Regions from separate parts of the Mus musculus genome. Here all the other regions are linked to region 1. Evidence: chromatin contacts called from public Hi-C and Micro-C data. All regions are on one chromosome and are shown on one strand. The core of a region is the stretch at or near the end of the contact, and the rest is flanking DNA. Distances in the headings are between cores, read along the strand shown.

What was found. A called contact is a pair of places that touch in the nucleus more often than the background predicts.
Region 2: a contact with region 1 is called in a Micro-C map of embryonic stem cells, with 4 times the contacts expected there. The contact joins the enhancer-like site here to the promoter of Arl8a in region 1. A contact is called at or near these places in 1 of 484 Hi-C or Micro-C datasets (embryonic stem cells), 3 of 115 datasets of contacts at active chromatin or transcription factors (embryonic forebrain, embryonic stem cells and microglia) and 1 of 9 other capture datasets (pancreatic islet).
Region 3: a contact with region 1 is called in a Hi-C map of uterus, with 3 times the contacts expected there. The contact joins the enhancer-like site here to the promoter of Arl8a in region 1. A contact is called at or near these places in 1 of 39 promoter capture datasets (embryonic stem cells), 3 of 484 Hi-C or Micro-C datasets (the HL-1 cell line, myocytes and uterus), 5 of 115 datasets of contacts at active chromatin or transcription factors (T-cell acute lymphoblastic leukemia, bone marrow-derived macrophages, double positive thymocytes and 2 more) and 1 of 9 other capture datasets (embryonic stem cells).
Region 4: a Hi-C map of muscle stem cells shows a contact between it and region 1, with 3 times the contacts expected there. The contact joins the enhancer-like site here to the promoter of Arl8a in region 1. A contact is called at or near these places in 1 of 15 datasets of contacts at CTCF or cohesin (the NIH/3T3 cell line), 5 of 484 Hi-C or Micro-C datasets (embryonic fibroblasts, muscle stem cells, nephron progenitors and 2 more), 2 of 115 datasets of contacts at active chromatin or transcription factors (bone marrow-derived macrophages and pancreatic cancer cells) and 1 of 9 other capture datasets (embryonic stem cells).

The regions. Positions count from the first base shown.
Region 1 is chr1:135,145,571-135,148,115 of GRCm38.p6, forward strand. It overlaps Arl8a (ADP-ribosylation factor-like 8A), which reads left to right and starts at 1,264. Exons shown (of 7, transcript NM_026823.2): 1 at 1,264-1,530. The coding sequence starts at 1,408.
Region 2 is chr1:135,563,583-135,566,127 of GRCm38.p6, forward strand. The region is part of intron 1 of Nav1 (neuron navigator 1); the gene reads right to left. Among named protein-coding and RNA genes, the nearest start is that of Nav1, 20 kb to the right of the region's middle. Within about 2 kb of position 1,284, at least 97 of the 459 cell types and tissues checked have an H3K27ac peak or open chromatin away from gene starts, as enhancers often do. A contact at or near this core is called in embryonic forebrain and embryonic stem cells, where this site is marked.
Region 3 is chr1:134,752,796-134,755,340 of GRCm38.p6, forward strand. It overlaps Syt2 (synaptotagmin II), which reads left to right. Exons shown (of 9, transcript NM_001355726.1): 9 at 1-354. It overlaps Ppp1r12b (protein phosphatase 1, regulatory subunit 12B), which reads right to left. Exons shown (of 24, transcript NM_001368827.1): 24 at 1,871-2,545. Among named protein-coding and RNA genes, the nearest start is that of Gm32670, 20 kb to the right of the region's middle. Within about 2 kb of position 1,271, at least 45 of the 459 cell types and tissues checked have an H3K27ac peak or open chromatin away from gene starts, as enhancers often do. A contact at or near this core is called in uterus, where this site is marked.
Region 4 is chr1:135,529,969-135,532,513 of GRCm38.p6, forward strand. It overlaps Nav1 (neuron navigator 1), which reads right to left. Exons shown (of 30, transcript NM_173437.2): 3 at 2,381-2,545. Gm32940 (a long non-coding RNA gene) reads left to right here. Exons shown (of 4, transcript XR_003948736.1): 4 at 1-2,545. Among named protein-coding and RNA genes, the nearest start is that of Gm32940, 19 kb to the left of the region's middle. Within about 2 kb of position 1,278, at least 50 of the 459 cell types and tissues checked have an H3K27ac peak or open chromatin away from gene starts, as enhancers often do. A contact at or near this core is called in muscle stem cells and uterus, where this site is marked.

The DNA of each region.
Region 1 (2,545 bases), core at 14-2,513:
GGCTTGAAAAATGGGAAAGTGATCTGTCATGGTACGGGTAGATTCAGGGTCTGGTTAGGAGTCACTTTTTGGCTAATAGATTACAGCCTTCTCTTTGTAGCCTCAAGATGGGAGGAGTATAGGCTCTGGGCACCTCTGTTGTTCTCTCCTTATATAAGGGCACTAATCTTAGCTAGGAGGCCTCCCCCCTCATAACCTAGTCGCCTTATATGGTCATCACTTTGAGGAGTGGGATTTCAATATATGAATCTGGGGGAAAGACACAGAAATGTAAAGCAATGAAAATCTATTACTTTGTATGATAACTTAAACTTTAATTTAAACATGTCAGACTATAGCATGTACCTACGGAGGAAGAGAAGAACTTATTAGACAGATGTTAGTAAATCAGAATAGGCTGATCCAGATGTTGAGGGCTGTCTGGTTCTTTAATAGGTTTAATCCATACAGTTGATGTTAACAGTTCATCACAGCCTCCAGGTGAAAACCGACCCCCAAAGAGAGCCCAGCTGCCTAGGAATCCTGAGACCAGGAAGGCACAGCCGGTTGACTGAGCTGTTATCTCCTGCAAGGGAGGATGGGGACTTCTTGGCAGACTCTCCACCACCCACTATCAAAAACTTTGTATCAAAATAGCATACATTTTTTCCTTTGCTACCGCCGTTCCTCACAGGGAATCCCTTGCCCTGATTTTGCCCGTCTCTTTATAGTGAAGACAAGCATCAAGTTCAAATGTCGATCTCACTTTGGGCTTCCCAGACAAGTAGCCTGGCAAACTGTGGTTAACAAAACAAGATGGAGTATTAAGGGCTCTAAATCCGGCTGTTACTCTCTATGGCATTTCGGGGGATGGAATTCGGTACCCAGAGATGCTCAGAGGCAAAGGTTCAGGGAACAAAACCGTTTCTTGGAGATCTTCATGTCACGGTTCTTCGGCCTGGAAATACCCTAGCTTAATCGGGACACCACCCGCCCAGGACCGACCACCGTTCAAGCCAGAAAGCGGTGCAGTCAGGGCGGGGCAAACGAGGGCAGCAGAAAAAATAAAATTACAGCTTTCTCCGCAAGCGCGCCATCACGCTCCTCCCGGCCGCCGCGGGTCCCCGCCGCCCCGCCCGCGGGCGCTGGCCTAGGCCGCGCGCGAGACTGGAGCGCGCTCGGGTGCGAGCAGGACGCGGCCCGGCCCGCGGGAGGGCGGCGGCGGCGGAGGAGGAGGTGGAGGCGCCGTGGCCACACCCATCGGCGAGCGGATCCTCGGGCAGCGCGTCGTCGGCCGCCGCGCTCCAGCCTCCGCCCGCACCGAGCCGCGGGACCCGGCCGCACCGGGGAGGGGCCGCTCCGGGCCGCAGCGCGAGGGCACCGAAGGCGGCGGGGACCCGGCACCGGGCGCGGCCGGTGGCAGCGACCATGATCGCTTTGTTCAACAAGCTGCTGGACTGGTTCAAGGCCCTGTTCTGGAAGGAGGAAATGGAGCTCACGCTGGTGGGGCTGCAGTACTCGGGCAAGACCACCTTCGTCAACGTGATCGCGGTATGCGGGCAGATGTGTCGCCGGCGCCGCGCCCTAGGCAGCTGGGGTCGGCGCCTGGCGTGGCCCGGCACCGCCGGGTTCCGGGCAGGGAGGAGCCGGCTCCGGGCACTTAGGGCCTAGCACGGTTCTTGGGGGACCGACTGGCGTGCCACCCGTTCTCTGGCCTGGGCTAGGATGGCAGGGCTGGGGGCGGGGTAGCGAGGACCAGGGGAACCGAGCTTGCGTTCCGGAGCTGGCGGCACGGAGATGTCTCCACGCACCGGGAACCCGCCGCAGGCTGACAGGCCCCCGAGGCGGGCGCAAAGAGGCATGACGGGGCGAAAGTGCCCGGACAATCCCGCTCCGCGCGTGGAGGGTCACGGGACGCGCGGCCGGAGCGTGTTGCCAGGGTGCCCTAGCAGCCCAGCCCCACCCCGAGGGCTCTGCCTACCCTTGCTGGACGCGGAAGCCGCGGCCCTTTGGGGCGGGGGGAAGGTATCCCTAGAGGCAGAGGAGTCAGCTGAGGTCCTGGCTCTAGTCCAGACTCCTCCCCGGAACCTGTCCCGGGCCTGCCTTAGCGTTGGGGTCCCGAAAGCATGGCACCATAAAGGGAGTTGGGAGACTCCACTTGGCTCAGAAGTTGCAAGAGTAGGTACCGAGGACCCGAGAGGATGAGCTGGAGGGGCGCCATCCACCTGGGGACAGGGGAGAGAGCAGCTTTGGAGACTCAGCACTGGGGGAGGCGGAGGAGAGAGGGGGGTGATTGCAGTTGTATGTCTGTGCCAGAGGAGTGGTGAAGAAGGAGTTAAATTTTCTCTTTAAAAAAGAGGAAGATGAGCTCCCTGGGCGTGAGCTGAGCTGCAGTAATGGCTGCAGCCTGTATTTCCAAGCTAGGCAAGACTGGGCTTATGGGACCAAGTAAGGCTTGGGACGGGGACATAGTTCCCCCCCCCCCCCCAGAACCTAGGCCCGTTCCCAAAGATGGGTTTTCCAAGGACTGTGAATTCGCCAGATATAGGCTAAAGATGCTGATGTG
Region 2 (2,545 bases), core at 34-2,533, 420 kb after region 1:
GGCTTGGAGGAAAGGACCACAGAAACTCTGGAATGAAACCTCTTGGAGTTCAGGTAGGTAACAGCTCAGAATATGAATTATGTGGACTTGGCAACTGATAGGGTATCTGCTGAGTGTCCAAGTTTGTGGGCTGGTATTCATGTGTATTACAAACAGACTCCAAAGTTCTTAAGAAGTATAGAGTGCCAGAAACAAGGTCTACGACACGATCATTAATTACCTAATTATTTTGGCATAAAAAATGCTCGACAGGGGAGGAATAGGGGATGTTCAGAAGAGCCAGGAAGAATTTGGACTGCAGCCCTTCAGAAACTGTGTCTCCTCTTGGCAGAGCTGGCGGAGCACTGGGGGCAGAACAACAAAGCACCCAGGCCCTGGCCTTGCTCAGTCAGGCCAAACCAGCTCTGTGCGGTTCTCCCTAGAGCGTCTCCAGCACAGCCAGCTTTGTCCCCCAAGTCTTGCTGATTCTTCTGTCCTGGAGGTTCCAGGAGACACGTGGCACATGGGAGAAACAACTGGTCCTGTCTCCTAAGAGGTAATATGTGGTCTCCTCAGCTCTCACGGAGCTCTGGTCTAGTCATAGGGGTGGGGGAGGGGGAAGGCAGAATCTCCGAGTCCTGAAACCTGAGCTGAGCCTGGCTCAAGTTAAGGGCAGCTTTCAGGAGAAAGTTTTCTCAGGCTACAGCCTCCACTGAGCACTGAGCACTGAGCACTGAGCACTGAGCACAGGGCTAAATGCCTCAGAGGGGCCCAGGTCCCCAGGTCACACCCTGTGCTCTCCCTCCCTAGCCTTCTAACAGGTCTGGAGGAGGCTCCCAGGTCTGCCCAGGGTTCATTAACAGCTCCATCTCTGACACGCCCCCCCGCCCCCCCCCCATCACCTTTTTGGTGAGGGAGAAACTGAGGCCTAGGATAGTATAGAATACATTCTAATTATGAATGACAACTGCTGGACCAGGCCACACCACAGGGACAAAAAAAAAAAAAAAATGTTTCTTTCTTGTGAGATTCCTCTCCTGCCTTTTCACTTCAGAAAATGGCCCAGTGGTTCCACCGAGCAATGGCCCATTCCACAGACTGTTCCAGCACCATCCTACTGTAGGCAGTGCTGCGGGGAGGAAGGCAAGAGGTGGGATTTAGCATGCACTCTCTCCTGCCTCTGTGAAATCCAAACACCATTCGCCTCCTTTGGTGTTTTCTGTGAGGCCACATTGAAGAGCAGGCTCCTCTGTCGAGCAGCTCTTCTGAGCATGCCCAGTGCCTGTATGGCTCGCCCAGTGCTCATGACAAAGGGACCTTCAAGTCAGGCCCTGTCAGAAAAGAGACTGACTGTGAGAGACGGCTGGGCCTGGAGTCTCTGGCAGGAGCCAGGCATATGAATTTTGCAGATTTCATGGTGGTGCCGAGGAGCGGATCTGGCACTGAAAGATACGGCTGGGCAAAACACTCACCAGGGAAATGGGAGACATGTTTTGCATTGGACGACCTCTGGGAGTGTTCCTGGGAGTATCAGTGTCATTTCTCAGAAGTGCTGGGCTGGGCTCTCCCACCATTCCCGGGGAGGAACTTGAGGAGCCATGGAACAGAACCCTGGGAAGTGTGCACTGCTGCAAATGGTCCCCACTGCCCTTCTTAGCTGCAACCCATCCCCAAAAATAATTTTTGATTTTATACATGTTCCCATGGCAACCTGAGTCCCCATCAGCCAGAGGGTTACCATGGTGACTTCTTGGCTCTGTCCACAGCTGAGGCAGGCTCTGTTCCTTAGCTGGCAAGCTGGGCTCACAGGGAGTCAGGTGAGGAGAAGACTGGAGCTGGGGCTGGCCAAGGGCACTCAGGGGGTCTGTTAACAGCTGCCTGGGCCAAGCAGAGATGTCTCAGAGCAGGAATTGGCCTGGTTTCCAACCAGCCTGAGAAACACTGCTGCAAGCTATCCCAGGTCCTCAGTCCTCCCTTCCAGCCACTAACCCAGGTCCTCAGTCCTCCCTCCCAGCCACTGACCCATGTCTCCAGTCCTCCCTCTCAGCCACTGACCCAGGTCCTCAGTCCTCCCTCCCAGCCACTGACCCATGTCTCCAGTCCTCCCTCCCAACCATTGACCCAGGTCCTCAGTCCTCCCTCCTAGGCACTCACCACACTCTACCCCCAGATGGCACACCTCTGCAGCTGCTTCTTTCAGCTGATGCTTTCCTTGTTCTGGGATTCTCTTAAGAATCCATCTCTAATTCTGTCTGTCCTCCTCAGGTCCAGTCCTCAGCATCCCCCTGGCATTTCTAGTCTCAGTTAATCAGGTCCAGACAGATCTTGGGCAATATTCCATGTCTACGCTCTGAGTAGGGTTGGCATTCAACTGCTGTGTCCCTTCCTATGTGCCACAGCTGTACCCACCACCCTGTGCCTGGCCCGTTTCCTGCCAGAGCCCGGAGCTCCTGGCCGTTGGTGTCCTCTCTTCCCTGCCAGCTGAGGGGCTCTCCATGGGGAGGGTCTGTTGCTTTGCTTTGAATTTCTGTATTGAGGTTGGCCAAGGATGCAGAGCACGAGGGAG
Region 3 (2,545 bases), core at 21-2,520, 390 kb before region 1:
CAGCTTTCCTCAGCAGCCAGGAGTTCAGGGAAAGGACCTGCAAGCCTGACCATTCTGCCCTAACTCCTGCTCACCTAAGGATTTGATTTGCTTTCTGAAAACCTTGGGCCCAGAAACTTTCAAAACTGGGGCAGAAGCTGAGCAAGCTGTGTCCCCCCTGGAATACACTGGCCCCGCCAGGAGCCCTCCCTGTCTTCCTAAGAAGGACGTGTGTAGCCCTCCCCGTTCCCACTCTGCTTGGCAATGCTCTCTCCATTCCCTTATGTGGACTCTGTTGTTCTTGTCTGATCTCTTGTCAAATTGTTATTTTGTAATGAGCTGCGTCTCCTTATTAAAGAAAAGAGCTGAAAGCAACCTGGGGGCGGGGAGCATTTCTATTTGTTTTTTATTTTTAGTGGACTTGGGCGGGGCGGGGCAGGGAGCCCCCAAGGGTCAGCAATGTTGGGGAGGGAGGTGAGTTGGTTTTGGAGCTCTGGCCTCCAGCTCGAAATGAAGGGGTTGCAGCCTATTCTCTTTTGGGTTTGGGAGAAGGACATGGAGTTTCTGAGTCACATGGACGGATGGGGGTCTACCCTCCTGGGATGATAAGGACTGTCTTACATCCTTAAGTTCCCTCTAGAGGACCTGGGCTTAGGGGACAGCAGCAGTCTGACCTCGGCAACAGGGAGGCTGCTGGTCCCGCCTGGGGTATAGATGTTTAAAAGTGGAAAGTACACAGTCTCCAATCTTACACGGTAAAGACTGTTATCTGTCTGTGCTGAGACAGAGATGACAAAGACCAGTAAGGCTTCAGAATGCTTAGGGACAGAGTCAGGGGCAGTGTGGCCAAGACCAGGAAAGGATTAAACTCTGTTTTAGTTCTTAGACCTAAAGACTTCATATTGTGTGACACTTGTCTAGGACCATAATGTACTCGACTTTCTTGTGTTTTGCATCAAATCCAGATGGCCAAGGAGCAGTAGAGGCAGGTGGGCTGAGTGCCCGTGTGAGCTGGCAGGGCCCAGATCTGGCTGTTGGGCTGTCTCAGTCCGGCTGGAGGCCATGGGCTAGGTGGCCTGGCTGCACAGGGCTGAGAATGTGGGCACCTGGGTCTGCTGCAGGGAGGAGCCAGGATCCCTCCTGGTACCTATGAGCAGTAGATGAAACAGGCTCTACAGACCTCACCTAGCCAGCGGCGTCCCAGAGAAGCGATGCTTGTGGTCTAGGGGCCCCCTGTATCAGACGTGCTTTCCTCTGCTTCAAGCCCCAAGGCCAGGGCTGAACTCTTCAACCGTGACATCATCCCTGTTTCTTCTTGCTGCTTGAGCTACAAACAGCTGGGTGACAGCAGGGGGAAAGAATCTTCCCTCCCTCCCAAGTCAGTGACCAAGGATTTCCACTTGGCAGGAAGCAGATCCAAAGCCTGGCTGCCCACTCCCCAGCCCTGCCAGCAGTCCCTGCAGCGCCTCCCTGAGCTAGGTGCCCTTCCTTCTGTCAGGATTTAGATCCAACCTCTAATGATCCCAGAGTTAGTTTTATTTGCAGAGTTTGGAACCAGTGACCTAAGGAGCCCTTCCTTACACAGTGGAGGGCTGAGGTAATTGGAAGCCTGCAAGAGGCCAGCACCACCGCCAGCTCTTACCCTAGCTTCCCTGTGCAGCATGGCTGTTAGGGTGTATCCAGGTGGGCCATACATCCCTGCTTTTTACCTTTAAAGAAACAGCCACCTTCTTAGGTGCTGGGAACTTGCGTTTCTTCTCAGGGTTGTTCTGCTGCTCTAAGAGCCCTTCCCCGGGGAGGGGAGGTGGTGACCACAGACTCGTGGTTGCCTATGGCAGAGACTTCGCAGTTGGCTGCCTGGTGAATGGGAGGTTCTATCAATCTCATGGCACAAAGGTAAAACACAGTTTTATTTACTCATTTATAAATACTGCTGTGTTTACAGGCATCTTATAGATGTGAATATTATTCCCAAACTTTCAAACACAGAATACTTAATACTATATAACAACAATCAGTAAAACAAATAAATCCATCCATCTCAGGGTTGAAAAGGCCACTCAAAATTGCATAAAAATACATTCAGTTCGGGAAGCCAGCCTGGCTCCCTGCCCTCGGGAGCCTCCTCCAGGTGTATTTACAGTTGACTGAGGTTAATCCACACAACTCGGCTGGCGAACAGCTCCACTCGGTGCATCAAGCATGGGTGAAGGGTAGAGAGAGGAAATACAAAATGCTAGTGCTGAAGTGGTGACCAGGATTGGAGCGGAGCACACGTGCCTGGAAGAAAACGTAAAACCAAAGCTGGGTCTGAACCACTGACCCTGCAGAGGAGAGGTGCCAGCCATAGGAGGGCTGAGCTGCCAGGGGCTCAAGGGATGCTGACTAGAAAGGTGGCCATGTTGGACGGGTGCATCCTCTCCGAATCTTCTCCCTGTACCCTGTGCCTTCTGGTACCTTTACTACAACTGCTTTCACATAGTCTCCCCTATCCTAGGATAGGCTGGGTACCTTCTGCTCAAGTTCTCAGGAGAACAGGGTGGAGAACAGCACAGACACACGCACT
Region 4 (2,545 bases), core at 28-2,527, 380 kb after region 1:
GAACTCTTAGCACCTTCCTTCTCCAGCACCATGTCTGCCTGCATGCCCTCATGCTTCCTGCCATGACAATGCCAATACCTATCGGAACTGTGAGCAAGCCCCAATTAAACGTCCTTTATAAGAATTGCTGTGGTCACGGTGTCTCTTCACAGCAATAGTAGCTCTAGCTATGACAGACACCCTTCTGTTTATGGTCCTAGACAAGTACTCAGGGACAGGATACTTAAAACTAGGGCTCAAAGTTATCAGTAACTGAAAACTGACCATAAAAGACATATGGAATGGCATTGCAAACGGCATCACAATTAATAGCTTCATCTACTTTGTAAATATCATCGTGATGTTTATCCTATGTTTTCCGTAGGACTCCAGGCCTCCCTGGCCCAGCAGCAGGGTGAGCAGAGATGGCCGGTTCTCATTCCTGTCGCTCCTGAGGACTTTGTTTTGACTTAATTAAGGGCACACACACACTATGTTGAGGAAAGAGAATAAACGGTGGAGGCTGTGCGTGAGGCGGGCAAAGGCAACAGCTCCCCTTTCCTTTTGTCCTCGTAGCCTTCTATGCCCCACACCTCATCATGTTCCCAGTGTTAGTCAGGGGCCACTAGATCTGTCCTCACTGCTGATTCTGGGGGGATGGGGACCCATATAGGCCGTACACTCCTGTACAGTCTCTGAGGGTAAGGCTGTGTCCGTTGGTTAGTCCAGGACTCTAACAGTCTGAACAGCTAACACAGTGAGCAACTACGCTGAGCCAGGAATTATACTAAGAAACATATAAGGAATTATACATATACTAACCCTTTTTAATCTTCAAAATGGGCCACAGATCGTCCTGTAGTTATCTGTATTCAGCAGATAGGCAGATTAAAGTCTGGAGGTTAACTAACTAGCTCAAGCTCAGACAGCTAGTTAATTCTAGAAATCCTGCTACTTTAGTCAGAGCAGGTCTCTCCATGCAGGGGTCCTATGCCTTGGTACTTGGTACTTTGGGAACATTAGTGGGGTTGTAAGAATGCTGATGTACCCCGAGGGTGAGGGTCCTAGAATTCCCTAGCACAGATGCCACAGTCCTGAGCCCTCAGCCCCAAAGGCTCTGCACTATCCGGCTGGCACATCAAGGGACAGGGACTTCATGCTCCGACACTGGCACTTGCCAGGGCGTATGGTCTGTTTGGAACAGCTTCTCCACCACCTTGGCTCTCCCTTCTCCCCATCCCAGGCGTCTGACCACAGCAGCAGCTGGGCTCTGACTACAGCAGACCTCTCTATCCCAGCTCCAGGCTGGCGGATCTGAGCGTGAGGTTGGGCTGCCCCTGGGATCCTCCAGGCAGTAAACAAGTCATGGATGCGTCAGTTGTTTTGCTCCAGAGCAGCCTCATCAGCTGGACAGACCCTGACCAGACCTGCCAAGTTTATCCCCCTGGGTGGGCTGCGGGCTGGGAGTGGCGGATGGCCTGGAACTCAGCGCCTTCTTTCCGTGCCCTTGAAGCTCAAGGGCTTTATTAGGAGCAGCGATCTCTGGCAGGCTGGTTTTTAGATACCTGAGGAATAGGGAAAGGGCTGCAGTGGCTTTACAGGGGATCTTAGGGGCGGAGACTCCGTAAGTGAAGAACGGAAGTGGCAGACAGGTCTGCTGAGAGATACACCAGAGAAGTTTCCAGAACCTTGCAGCACTCTGGACTCGGGGCTTGAAAAAGTTGGCCAGAACACCCCAAACCCCAACAATTCAAACGCTTCCTGTCCTCTTTTCACTTCCAAGATTGCCATGTCTGCCCCAGCTGTCTCCCCAAGTCTACCCTGTCAGAAAAAGATAAACTGGGCATCCCTGGGGGGTCCAAGGTCAGGAAAGAAGGCTTAATAGGGTGGGGTAGGAATAGGGTGTGGTGTTATGGGTAGAAGGATTGCAGAAGCAGAAGTCCACCAAGGATATAAACCAAGGGCCAGAGTGGTAACCCCTGGCAGGGGAAGTGGAGTCACCACCCCGACTCTTGTCTGACTGGCCCTTTCATCTAAATGTCACTTTCTCTTAGCAGGCAGAAGGAGACGACATTATTCACCTGTTTTTTTGCAAAGGTGGAAGCAAATTAAGTCATCCACAATCTACCCAGTTTGCAGAAGAGCTGGCCCTCAGATATGTCCCCAAGTCTCTGGAGGACAGGCTCAGGGAGAAGGGCTTAGCTTAATGGACCAATCAGCTCTTCCGTTTCCAGCCCCACCTACCATACACATCTAGAATAAGCTGCAGCTGGTTGCAGAAGCAGTCACCTTAGGCACAGCAGCACTCTGAAGATGTCTTTTATCATAGCACAGTAACTCTATCCCCTGCCACCGCCCTGTTCTCCCACACCTCCTGCACCAGCCGGCCTCTTGTGCTTACCCCGTTGTGATGTCATCGTCTTCTGTCATGGTCTTGCCCATGAGGTCACTGTCACTCATGTAGCCGGATTTGAGGTCCACCTCGTCAGAGTCCAGGGACTCCACCAACTCCAGGCGAGAGATGTGGCTGAGTTTGCTGGGGCTCCGCATCGGCATGGTGTGGGAG